Regions from separate parts of the Sander lucioperca genome. Here region 1 is linked to region 2. Evidence: chromatin contacts called from public Hi-C data. All regions are on one chromosome and are shown on one strand. The core of a region is the stretch at or near the end of the contact, and the rest is flanking DNA. Distances in the headings are between cores, read along the strand shown.

Evidence for each region. A called contact is a pair of places that touch in the nucleus more often than the background predicts.
Region 1: a Hi-C map of liver shows a contact between it and region 2, with 3 times the contacts expected there. The contact joins the promoter of bloc1s5 here to the promoter of zgc:101569 in region 2. A contact is called at or near these places in 2 of 2 Hi-C or Micro-C datasets (liver and muscle).

What each region holds. Positions count from the first base shown.
Region 1 is chr1:17,697,313-17,702,641 of SLUC_FBN_1.2, forward strand. It overlaps bloc1s5 (biogenesis of lysosome-related organelles complex 1 subunit 5), which reads right to left and starts at 2,566. Exons shown (of 5, transcript XM_031294546.2): 1 at 2,230-2,566; 2 at 1,704-1,786; 3 at 586-706; 4 at 115-173. The coding sequence starts at 2,248.
Region 2 is chr1:17,567,887-17,573,245 of SLUC_FBN_1.2, forward strand. zgc:101569 (probable enoyl-CoA hydratase) reads left to right here and starts at 2,696. Exons shown (of 9, transcript XR_004104094.2): 1 at 2,696-3,178; 2 at 4,562-4,732. It overlaps pdcd6 (programmed cell death protein 6), which reads left to right. Exons shown (of 6, transcript XM_031294554.2): 4 at 163-321; 5 at 997-1,106; 6 at 1,794-2,156. The coding sequence ends at 1,892.

The DNA.
Region 1 (5,329 bases), core at 1,316-3,815, 130 kb after region 2:
ATCATAAATGCCTGTACAATCTGCAATCCAATTGTTTTTTTTCCTAGGCTATGATAATGTGTCATTAGAAGAAGTGTCACATGCTAGAAGTCCTTTGCCTTGGGTAGTTTTTACCTGCTGTGCCTCTAGCTCCCTCTGCTGGACTCTCTCTGCCATGTGATTAGCAGCCTCCACTGTGGGAAACAAAACATATTCTTAATATTTATATTCAAAACACAACATAGATATAAAAACAACTTTCTTGTGTCATCTGATCATCATAGGAATTCAAAATATAGTACAGTTATTTAAAACATAGTGTGTTGTTGAATGTCTCGTATCTCTCTCTATATATATATCTCTCTCTCTATATATATATATATATATATATATATATATATATATATCATATACACACACACACACACACCTGCATTAGCAATAGACATGGCAATCAGCACATTATTTTCATAAAATATTGCATTATATTACTTTATTTCTAAAGACATGGCAACAAATCTTAGCGTCTAATTAGATGTCAGGTGAAGCATGTAATGACACAATCTTGGCACATTCTCAAGTGTGAATCTGAGAGAGGAGACTTACACCGTTTAACAACATCAGACAGCATGCCCTCTAAATCTGTTGGCAGGATTTGCTCATTTGTTTCCGAAACCATTTTATTGAGGTTCTCCAGCAGTCTGCTCTCCCTGTGTCCACGTTTTTCCTAAACAGCCGAAAGCTCAGTGTTGTCACACACATACCACATAGTACACTGAAAACACAAGTTTCTTAAAGTGCTCATATTCAGGTTCATAATTGTATTTAGAGGTTGTACAAGAATACATTTATGTGGTTTAATTTTCAAAAAACACCATATTTTTTTTGTACTGCACATTGCTGCAGCTCCTCTTTTCACCCTGTGTGTTGAGCTCTCTGTTTTAGCTACAGAGTGAGGCATCGCACTTCTGTTCCATCTTTGTTGGGAGTCGCACATGCGCAGTAAGCACAGCTAGCTAGTCAGTTGCAGAGTATGAGGGTATGCCATGCTAGCAGCTAGGCGAGCATTATAAAGTGTGTTACAAAGTGACACACATTCGTCACGGAAGTAAAGGCTGGACTACAATAGAGCTGTTTAGAGCAGTTTGTGAACAGTGTTTTCTCTGGAAGATGGTAAGTCCCTTTGGGGTGGACTTTGGGCTTTTTCACTTTGTAAACCTATTACATGCACAAAAAGATAAACACAATAAAAGGAAAGGGAAAAAGCCAAAAAGCATAATATGAGCACTTTAAGTCGTTTAGTCTTGCACTGGGTCTTAACATATAGCTTTCATTAAAATGAGTGCGACAAATTACACTCATGGCATTGACTTTTTAATAACAGAAAAATACTGTATCTTTAAAGTAATAAATCCTTCCACTAAATATGTTATTTGGCTAAGAAATATTTCTGAACAAGCCGATCTGCACTAAAAACCTTCAATTGGTGTGGCCTGCAGATTCTCAGCGACTGATGTACAGCTTAGTCAGTGACAGCAGTGTTGAAGGACAAACAAATCTAAATAAAAGGTAAAAAGTCCAAATATCTTTCATCAGTGGTACTGACTGAACCCACAAGACAAACACCAAGGCACCGTGTTACGTCATCATCACAACTGTAAATAATTCTAGAATTTTAAAAATGGTCTTTAGTCTTATAAATAATATATTTGTCATGCGGGTACCTCAAACTCTCTCACGAAGTAGCGGACCTCTGCATTGATGATTGGTCTGTGGTCTAACAGTCGGGACTGGATATCACCCACATCTGCGGCACCAAACAGCTCAAATTAGATTCGGTTAAAACAACACTGGGAAACACAGGATACATTTTAACAACATTATGAAAGTTAATATCATGTTTTAAAACCATAATTCAAGCACGCCTTAATAATCTGCGCATGCCTTTAATGTTGTGTTAGATAGCCTGCATGCTATACAATATAGGCCATCATTGTATCATTATTAACCTAATTACAACCTTATTCCTTCTTTTGAAAGCTTGAGAAAGTATAGTGTTAAGTAAGAAAATCAAACAAGTCATAATGTCTATCACACTGTTGCTGACACTAAATGATACTTTGAATAGACTCTTATCTATCTGTAGGCCTACCTTATCAGCTAATAAGATAATAAAAGGTAAACAGCGAGGAAAACACGCTAATATGCCGAAAATGAGAAGGATTTTTTTCTGCTGTCGATTTCACTCACCTTTAGCAATTTTGTCCATTCTTACAAACGCTGCTGGCACGTTAATTTTAGTAGTTAAATTAAAGTTGTCTCCTTTGGAGCAGCTAGCTCAACCAGCTAGCTAGTTACTAACTAAGTGCTAGCTAATCACTTGCTAAATGTTCCAAATGCTCAGCTAACTGGCAACTAATTGTGAAAGCGAAAACGCTACCTAGCTGACCTAAACTATCTGTCATTAACGTAGCCTTTATTTTAATGACATAGTAATAAAGACCACCTACAATATGACAAAAACTGCAATGCTCTTTTGCTAATTGCAGTCATGTGAATGGAAGTCAGCTGACTGCAATGTAAATATTTACTACTACTTCCGGGTACGAGGCCATGGACTGGACCAAACGGCTGAGAGAGGGGTGTCACATTCACTTTAGTAAGATGTCCTCTCGTGGTTTGAGCTTCTTCTTTTTTACCAGTCCACTTAAAATACTCTCTCATGCAGTCTTGATTTAAGGTAAGCTACAGTGACGAGTTTTTAACTCTGGAAGTTTTAAATGTCTGCAAGCTTGTGTGTGTGTGTGTGTGTGTGTGTGTGTGTGTGAGACACCGGATGAGAGACAGTAGAGTAGACTGAGGTTTTGCTTGACTGAGGACAGCAGATGTCAGTCTTGCTCTGTGGTGGAGCAGAGTGACATCAAAACCTAGTTTTAAAAGTAATTTCCACACAAAAATTGTCTACTCAAAATGCACTGAATTGACCAATAATATAGGAATTTGTCTTTTTAAATACAGACTCAACATTTTTCCTGACTTTGTGGCTTAAAAATAAATCATGTTCCACAGTCTGCTTGCACTCTTTCCCCTGGTTCATTTAAATCATAGTAGACTACCACTTTGTAATAAAAAAATACATTGCAACCAATGGCTTTATTTATGAGAACTCATTCCTACTTCTGCATTATAATTCAATAATAATCCATTAATAAGAATAACTTTGAGGTTGCCATTATGTAAAAGCAAGTATCCTGCTGGTGGAGGAGGATACACCAGTGTCTACAATAATTCCTTTATTAATCCCAAACAGACTAATAGCTGTGATGGATTTGTAGTATTCTACACTATTATAATAGGATTATAGTATCTAATATTCATACAGCGTCCACAGATGGTTACTCACATTGCGTATTTAGTATTTAATATTGAGTATTTATTGATCTTATCAGATGTGCAGTGCACACAGGAGACACTAATAATCCTATTATAATAGTGTAGAATACTATGACTCCATCACAGCTATTAGTTCCTTTGGAATAACAAAGGACATGTTGTATGTAGTGATACTACAGTAGATAAATATAGCATGGTGAATGATAATCTCACCTAAGACATTAGCAAACACATCTTTGTATGGGTATGGGGTATGGAGGAGGCCCCTTTTGCTGAGTATCTATGTTGGGATGGATACATTAATTTGTATTTTTTTAGGTATACAACAATTGCATTAATACAGATGTCACTATGGTGAAATTTGCTAGATTAAGGTATAAGACATAAGTACATTTATAGAAGGCACGTTTCTTTGAAAACACCAGAGTCACCACAAGATGGCACCAAATGTCTCATATTAGTTTAGAAAATCCAGGTCTGGCAAAGCCCCGGTGACAGAATTATCTTGGATTAGCAAATGCTTTTATTACACTTTATGAAATGCAAATGTATTGGCATATATGTATTAATAAACACAGCACTTGTGGCAAGAGCAGAGTGCATGCAGATATTCAGTGTGAGAGAGAAGAGGCATTGTTTGGGGCACACGTTGCATATTAGTTGTCAAAAGTTTGTTTGCGAGCCCTAAATTCATTAGGACTGTCATGCTCTGTTAAGAGAAAATCATTAAGGCCCCACTTAAGTCCCCCACTGTCCACATTGTTTAGTTAAACACTTATTACATGCACCATTAGTTTTGATTTGGGCCTATTAAGGGGATTAAATGATTGATCAACAGCCGAGGGATAAGAACAAGCCCTTCACTGCAGCCTCATTTTTGTCATGTGCTTTGTTTATTCATGATTCTGCAGGGTGAAATTAAAAATATTTAGATCAACTTCTAACTGAATGGTAGAGAGGCTGGTTAAATGCAGCATTCTTTACCATATTTAGATGGAATAAAATAGTAGAGTTACATACATCTAATGTGTGGTTTACACTAATAAACAATATGAAGATATATTAAAGAGGTACTTACTGTATATATTATATTTGTAGATTATATAGATATATGTAGATTAATAAAAAGGTGTGTAATAGCAATTTAAAAACTCAAACTTTTGACATTTTCAAATAACAAAATCATTTAAAAAAGAATAATTGTTGTTTGTAGACCAGTAATAACAGACTAAAAATAGATGTATTCATTGGAAGTCTTTAATAAATTTGATGTTCCATTATTAGCAAAATGATTTGGAATCAGAAAAACAAGTACTGAAATATAATTCTGGACTTGAGAAAATTGGAATTTAAATCATCTATCATTTGTATTATTTTGAAATGTAATAAAAATTGTATGTAATGTAGTTGGATTAGATTTTGTACACTTAGCTTGGGTTTGGAAATAATGTTTTACATATGAGTTATCAGACAAAGAAGTTTAAACATTCACTACTACTGAAACTTTCCACAGCATTAAAGAATTTGGAGGGCAAAGCCAACATCAACATAACGAGGAAATATGTGTCCTTCTGTAACATTATCTGCAAGCGTTGTGATCCTCGGCTGCAGTTTGCATGCGAGAGCTCGTTGCATGAGAGCAGATCATATGTTTCTCTGTATTTCTGTCCCACAGGTCTATTAAGTACATTCTGCTTTTTATTTGACACCCCTGCGCAGAACTTCTGGGACACGCTCCAAAAAGTGTCACTAAAAAAGAAAAACAATGTTCAAAGTTCTAAAAAAAGAATTGAAAGTTATGTATTGTAAATATGCCATTGTTTAATCCAATAGTATATTTTCAGTAGCTGTCTACAGATGAGATAAGAATCCTTTTAATTCCGTTAAAAGCTTTTCATAATAGTTTCATTGAATTAAGTTCAGTTAATTGCTGTTGAGCACCAATTTAAATCAGCAA
Region 2 (5,359 bases), core at 1,446-3,945:
ACCGCCCTTTAAAACTATTTGTGGTACCATTTTTGCTTTCATGTCACAGGATATGTCCCAACTGCATTCTGTTCTAGAGATGTGTGTATGTGTGAGTGTGTGAGAGTGAATAAAGCCTCTTACAGTGTACCTTATTCTCAACCTCCTCCCTCTCTCCTTCAGCCATGTTCGACAGGGAAAATAAAGGCGGGGTGAACTTCAACGAGTTTGCCGGTGTGTGGAAGTACATCACAGACTGGCAGAACATCTTCAGGAACTACGACAGGGACAACTCCGGCTTCATCGATAAGAACGAGCTCAAACAGGCGCTGACTGGATTCGGTGAGCAGCAAAGTATGCTTCTGTAGTTTACCTTTGAATGTGGTGGAGGGCTCCACAGCTGTCTCTAGGAATGTCCTTTCTCTGGGTCAAAGGTCAGCTTTTGTCTTTTCAGTAGCTCAGTCTATGTTTGGAAAGAACCAGTATGCCATTGGTAATTTGTTTCTTAATGGAATAGTTTGGAATTCCGCTCATGTAGTAATTACATGTTATTTTTACATCACACACATGGAGTTCCACCTTGCCATTAACAATGCAGAACAAACAATAGGGGACAAATCGTTTTTTAGCACGAAAAAACATGAATGTTTCAGACATGATTCCACAGAAATGTAACTTAGCAAATAAAATAAATAAAACTGATTTTGCATGCTTTCTGTTTGCCTTTGTGAAAGTGTCTACAGCAAAATCCCTAAAGGCTTTTTATTTACAGTAAGTTCCATAAAGGCCAGAAGAGTCATAATCAATATGTTGCGGGCAAAAAAAAAAAAAAGAATGACAAGGCTTTGAGTGTCCTCTGTCACTACTGAGGAGCCTCAGGTGCTCAGAGCATGGACGTCAGGCTTTTCAAAGTTCACGTTTGTTTTCAAAGGCTGTGTAGGTCTCCATAATGGGGACAAACCAAGTTCAAATATAAGTCCAGTACATTGTTAATGTCTTGTTTGCTGTTGTGTGCAGGCTATCGTCTATCAGATCAGTTCTACTGCACGCTGATAGAGAAGTTTGACCGCCAGAGGAAGGGACAAGTTGCCTTCGATGACTTCATCCAGTGCTGTATTGTACTACAGGTAACAGATTCACACTACATCAAAATAAACCTGTAAGCACAAATATAGGATGCCCATTGGTTTACTATTTGCATCACAACAAGGATACTCTTGTATTCATAGGATTCAAAAGGGAATTTTAAATGATCCATATTTAAGAAACCCATTACAGTCCTCCCTTAATAGACTATTAATCTCCTGTAGAAGTTCCACTTGAGTCTGTATGTTCCGTTTCAGTAATTACACACACACACACACACACACACACACACAATTAAAATGGAAGCTGCCAAGCGTACTGTAACCATAACCCTTTTGCTAATAACAGTAGCTTTTGAATTGCCTCGCTCAAGGTCTCACAATAGCTCTAGAAGTGTCAGCCATTCACTTTGTTTGGACCTTTTTTTAGACCTAGATTTGAATGAATGATATATCTGCGTCTCCAGAAGTATAGGGTAAAGAATTCAAGCATGTATATTATTCAGTGACCCAGTGTTGAATGTCTGTTAACTATGGTAGTAAATGCATGAACGATGATGATGATAATGTAAAATCGTGATTGAAAGTGTTGAAACAAAAGATGTTTCAATATGACAACTCATTTGTGTGAATAAATGTATATCCGTTTTGCATTGGAAACTTTGGAGCAATGAGAAATTGAGATGAACATGAGAAGTTAAATTCACTATTTTCCCCTCCTTTCCACAGAGGTTGACTGATGTGTTCAGGCGGTACGATACAGACCAGGATGGCTGGATCCAGGTTTCATATGAACAGTATCTATCCATGGTCTTCAATATAGTATAACGTACACGGATCACCACAAAAGAGCACAACTGGACACAACTGTGCCAAAGCTACCGGCAACTCCCAGATGTCTGCCATGGAGGACACTACAAGATTTTTTTAAACCTAATCCTTAGCCCGAGTTGGGCTGTTTCACACAAATTTATATGATGAATACAAGAAAACTGAGAGGAACCTTCAGTTTGTTTTTAGGTTGTAATATCCTCCAGATGACAGTATTTATCTGGAGATACAACTACAATGCTTCATGTATTTAAAAAAAAATCTTGTAGTGTTTTGTTTGATGACAAATCTGAACTACTTCTGGGTTGGGGTTGGGGAATATCATGGACACATCCTGTCGTTCTGTCTGTCTATTATTGTCAACAAACTTTTTAACGTCTTAACTTTAATTGATACAATTAAAAAATAACTGTTAGAGTAAAAATGATGCATTGTAAGTATGATTTAAGATGCATGCTTTTCAGGGAAATTTAGCCCCACGTTGAAGCATGCTTTCCCTTTCTCTTGTCTTTTCCTCAGCCCTATTTTGCTCAAAGACATGTTTACAAAAACGGTGAAAGCAGGTGATGTCCTGCTTCGAGATTCACTGACATGCCAGCTTACATGCCATATTTGTACAAACTTATTTTTAACTGCAAAATATTCAAATGTTAGCACATATAGGTAGAGGGTAAGCATAATGCCTTTTAGTATGGCTTATTTTTTGTGCATGATGCCTTAAAATGTGTAAAAAGAACACAAAGAGAAATCTTTTATTAAAATACAAAGAAAATCCAATGTGGAGTTGGCTTTCATCATTTATAGGACCACAGACGTTACATTGCAGAGGAACAGTTGCAAAGTGGCTCAATGTCGCCATCTGCTGAACGTTAGTAGTTTTTACCACCGCAATGCACCAATATGTCCCAGAACCTTGTCCAGTGTTCTTGTTTCAGTGGGGGAGTATAAAAGTGTCACACCTCCATTTCAGAGTTGTGTGAGTTGTGTTGTTGTAGTTAGTTAGCTAGTATACTGCGTGAAGAGTAGAATTTATTACGCTCATTTTTACAGTCATTTAGAATCATTTGTGAAATGCTTTAGCGCTTAATTTGTTTATGAGTTAAACTAGAGCTTCTACGTTTTTCACGAGTGAGTGTTAGCAATGGCGCTGAAGTATTTTAGGACGTTGACACCAATTTTAAGGGCTACCTATCACAGTAAAACATTTGGACAGTCGATAAAGGCGAGTTTGTTGACAGTTCAATTATACAGCACTGCAACTGGAGGTGACGACACAGGAACAGGTATGTGTGGAAACATGCAGTAAGTCATTAATGACTGTGGGGGGCAGCAGACGCTGCCATAATTCCATTAGACATTACACACCTGTACTACGTCACACTCAATTTTAATTCATGCGAGGACTGTAGACTATGGATGTATTATAAGAACAAAGTCTTCAAAGCAAGCTATCATAGAGTCGACCCAGAACACAAATGTCCACAAAACGCGTTTCACAGATAAATTGCATTCATTACGTGACCGTTAGACCTTATTTTACAACATAGGCCTACATGTTGAGGGGTTATAACCCATATCAGAAGCACCGGTGTAATTAATAAGCTCAAATAATAAGCTCAGTTCCATTAAGTGACCAATGGAGCCAGCATGCACATATACCATTTATTTGTACCACTTTCCGGGCATGGTGAAAATAAATGGAATGCAACCATTATTAATGATTTTAGTCCCACCGGTATGTTAAAACGTGCTATAAAAATAGTTGCTTTCCTAATTAGGGCTGCTTCTATTTTCATTTCGTGTTTACGAAATTTCTTTTCTTTCTTTTTTCTTATTAAATTATTTTAGTCAGTTATCAAAATAGTTGGTGACACATTTTGAATCACCTAATCATTTCAGAGCTATTCATTGTTTTTGCTGTTTAAAAATGTGCTCCATCAAATATATAGAACCCCTATCAGAAACAATTATACCACTAAAATATGATTGCGTATCTCAGCATTACTCATTACTCTTACTGCTTGTTACTCGGACTCAAAGCTGAAGTCCTAAAGTGTAACTGTGAAATAAAATGGAAAACAACACTACACACAGGAAACGTGCTTCCACTTCCCTGCACACACTGCACGGTGTGATTTGTTTGAGGTGTAGCAGAGTAGAAAGGGCTGCCTGAGACAAATTGCCTTCTTTTCTTTTTTTCATCCTGCCATGCCTCACTTTACTGGGTTTTGTTTAGCAGTCTCTTCTCCTTAGAATAGCCTGTGTGAGCGAGGTTAATGCGCTCAGTAGCTTTGTTTGCCTTTCCTGGATGGAGTTGCCTCTGGCTGTGGTTGACAGCTGGATTCCCTGGGATGACCCTAAACAATGTCAGGTCAACTGCCTGCTGCAACCTCAAGCCACACTCACTGGCACACTCACACACACTTTATAAACACACACTTAGACAGAGCGGGAGCCAAGGCCCTCACCTCAACCCAGACCATCTCTTTCATTGTTTCACTGTCTGTTACTGTTTCTGTTATCAAGTCTGTCCACAACGATTTACATTCCATCTCCATCCCTTCTTCTGTTGAGGTCAAACTTAATGTCTCTGGGCCGGCCTCTTTCTAAGTGTTGTGGTCCATATTTGTTTCTGTCTGTGCATCTTTATCATTCTCTGTCATTAGTTGCGGGACAGACTGTGGTCACAGAGCGCAGGGGGTCCGTGGTTACCGTGGCGATAAACCGGCTTGAGGTGCGTAATGCGGTGAACCAGGAGACGGCGAGGCGTCTGCTTGAAGAGCTGGAGGCCTTCGACAGTGACCCAGACTTAAACGTGGCTGTCCTGCATGGGAAAGGTAAGAGTTAGAAGGGATGGGTGAAAATTTGCTTTTTAATTCAGTGTCTTGCTCATACTTCATTCAGGCAGATATTTACAGACATACTACAGAGTTTGAGCCTGGTTAAAATCCTGTTGAGGGATTCTGTCCCTAGTTTCAGGCCAACCAGCCGTCCTCGGCGTCAGTCATTTTTCCCTAGGTCCTGTGTTTCCTCTTCCCCTATTTATCTGCTCCTCCTTTTTTTTTACATTTCAGCTTTACAACTGGTCATCGAGTCTTTTGGAATATCATGAAATTCTGAAGCCATTATGCTTATTTGCTTTCTTGCAGAGAAAAAGACATTTTATCATCATTTTAAGATCCTGAAACTACTGCCAGCAGCCGGTTAGCTTAGCCAGTTTAAACAGCTATCCTGGCTCTGTGCAAAGGTAACAAAATGTACCTACCATGTTATATCCCGTCCGTACAATGGGGCTTTTTGGACTATTTCTTGGCCGGGAGTAGTAACTTCCTGGAGTCTCCACTGGTTGCTTGCAGGGTACAAAATTAGCACCATCCAAGTACCAAAAAATGCAAGTGGCTGGTAGATATGCTTCACTCACCAGCCAAAAAACCCCAATTGTAATCACTTGAGTGGCTGGTAAA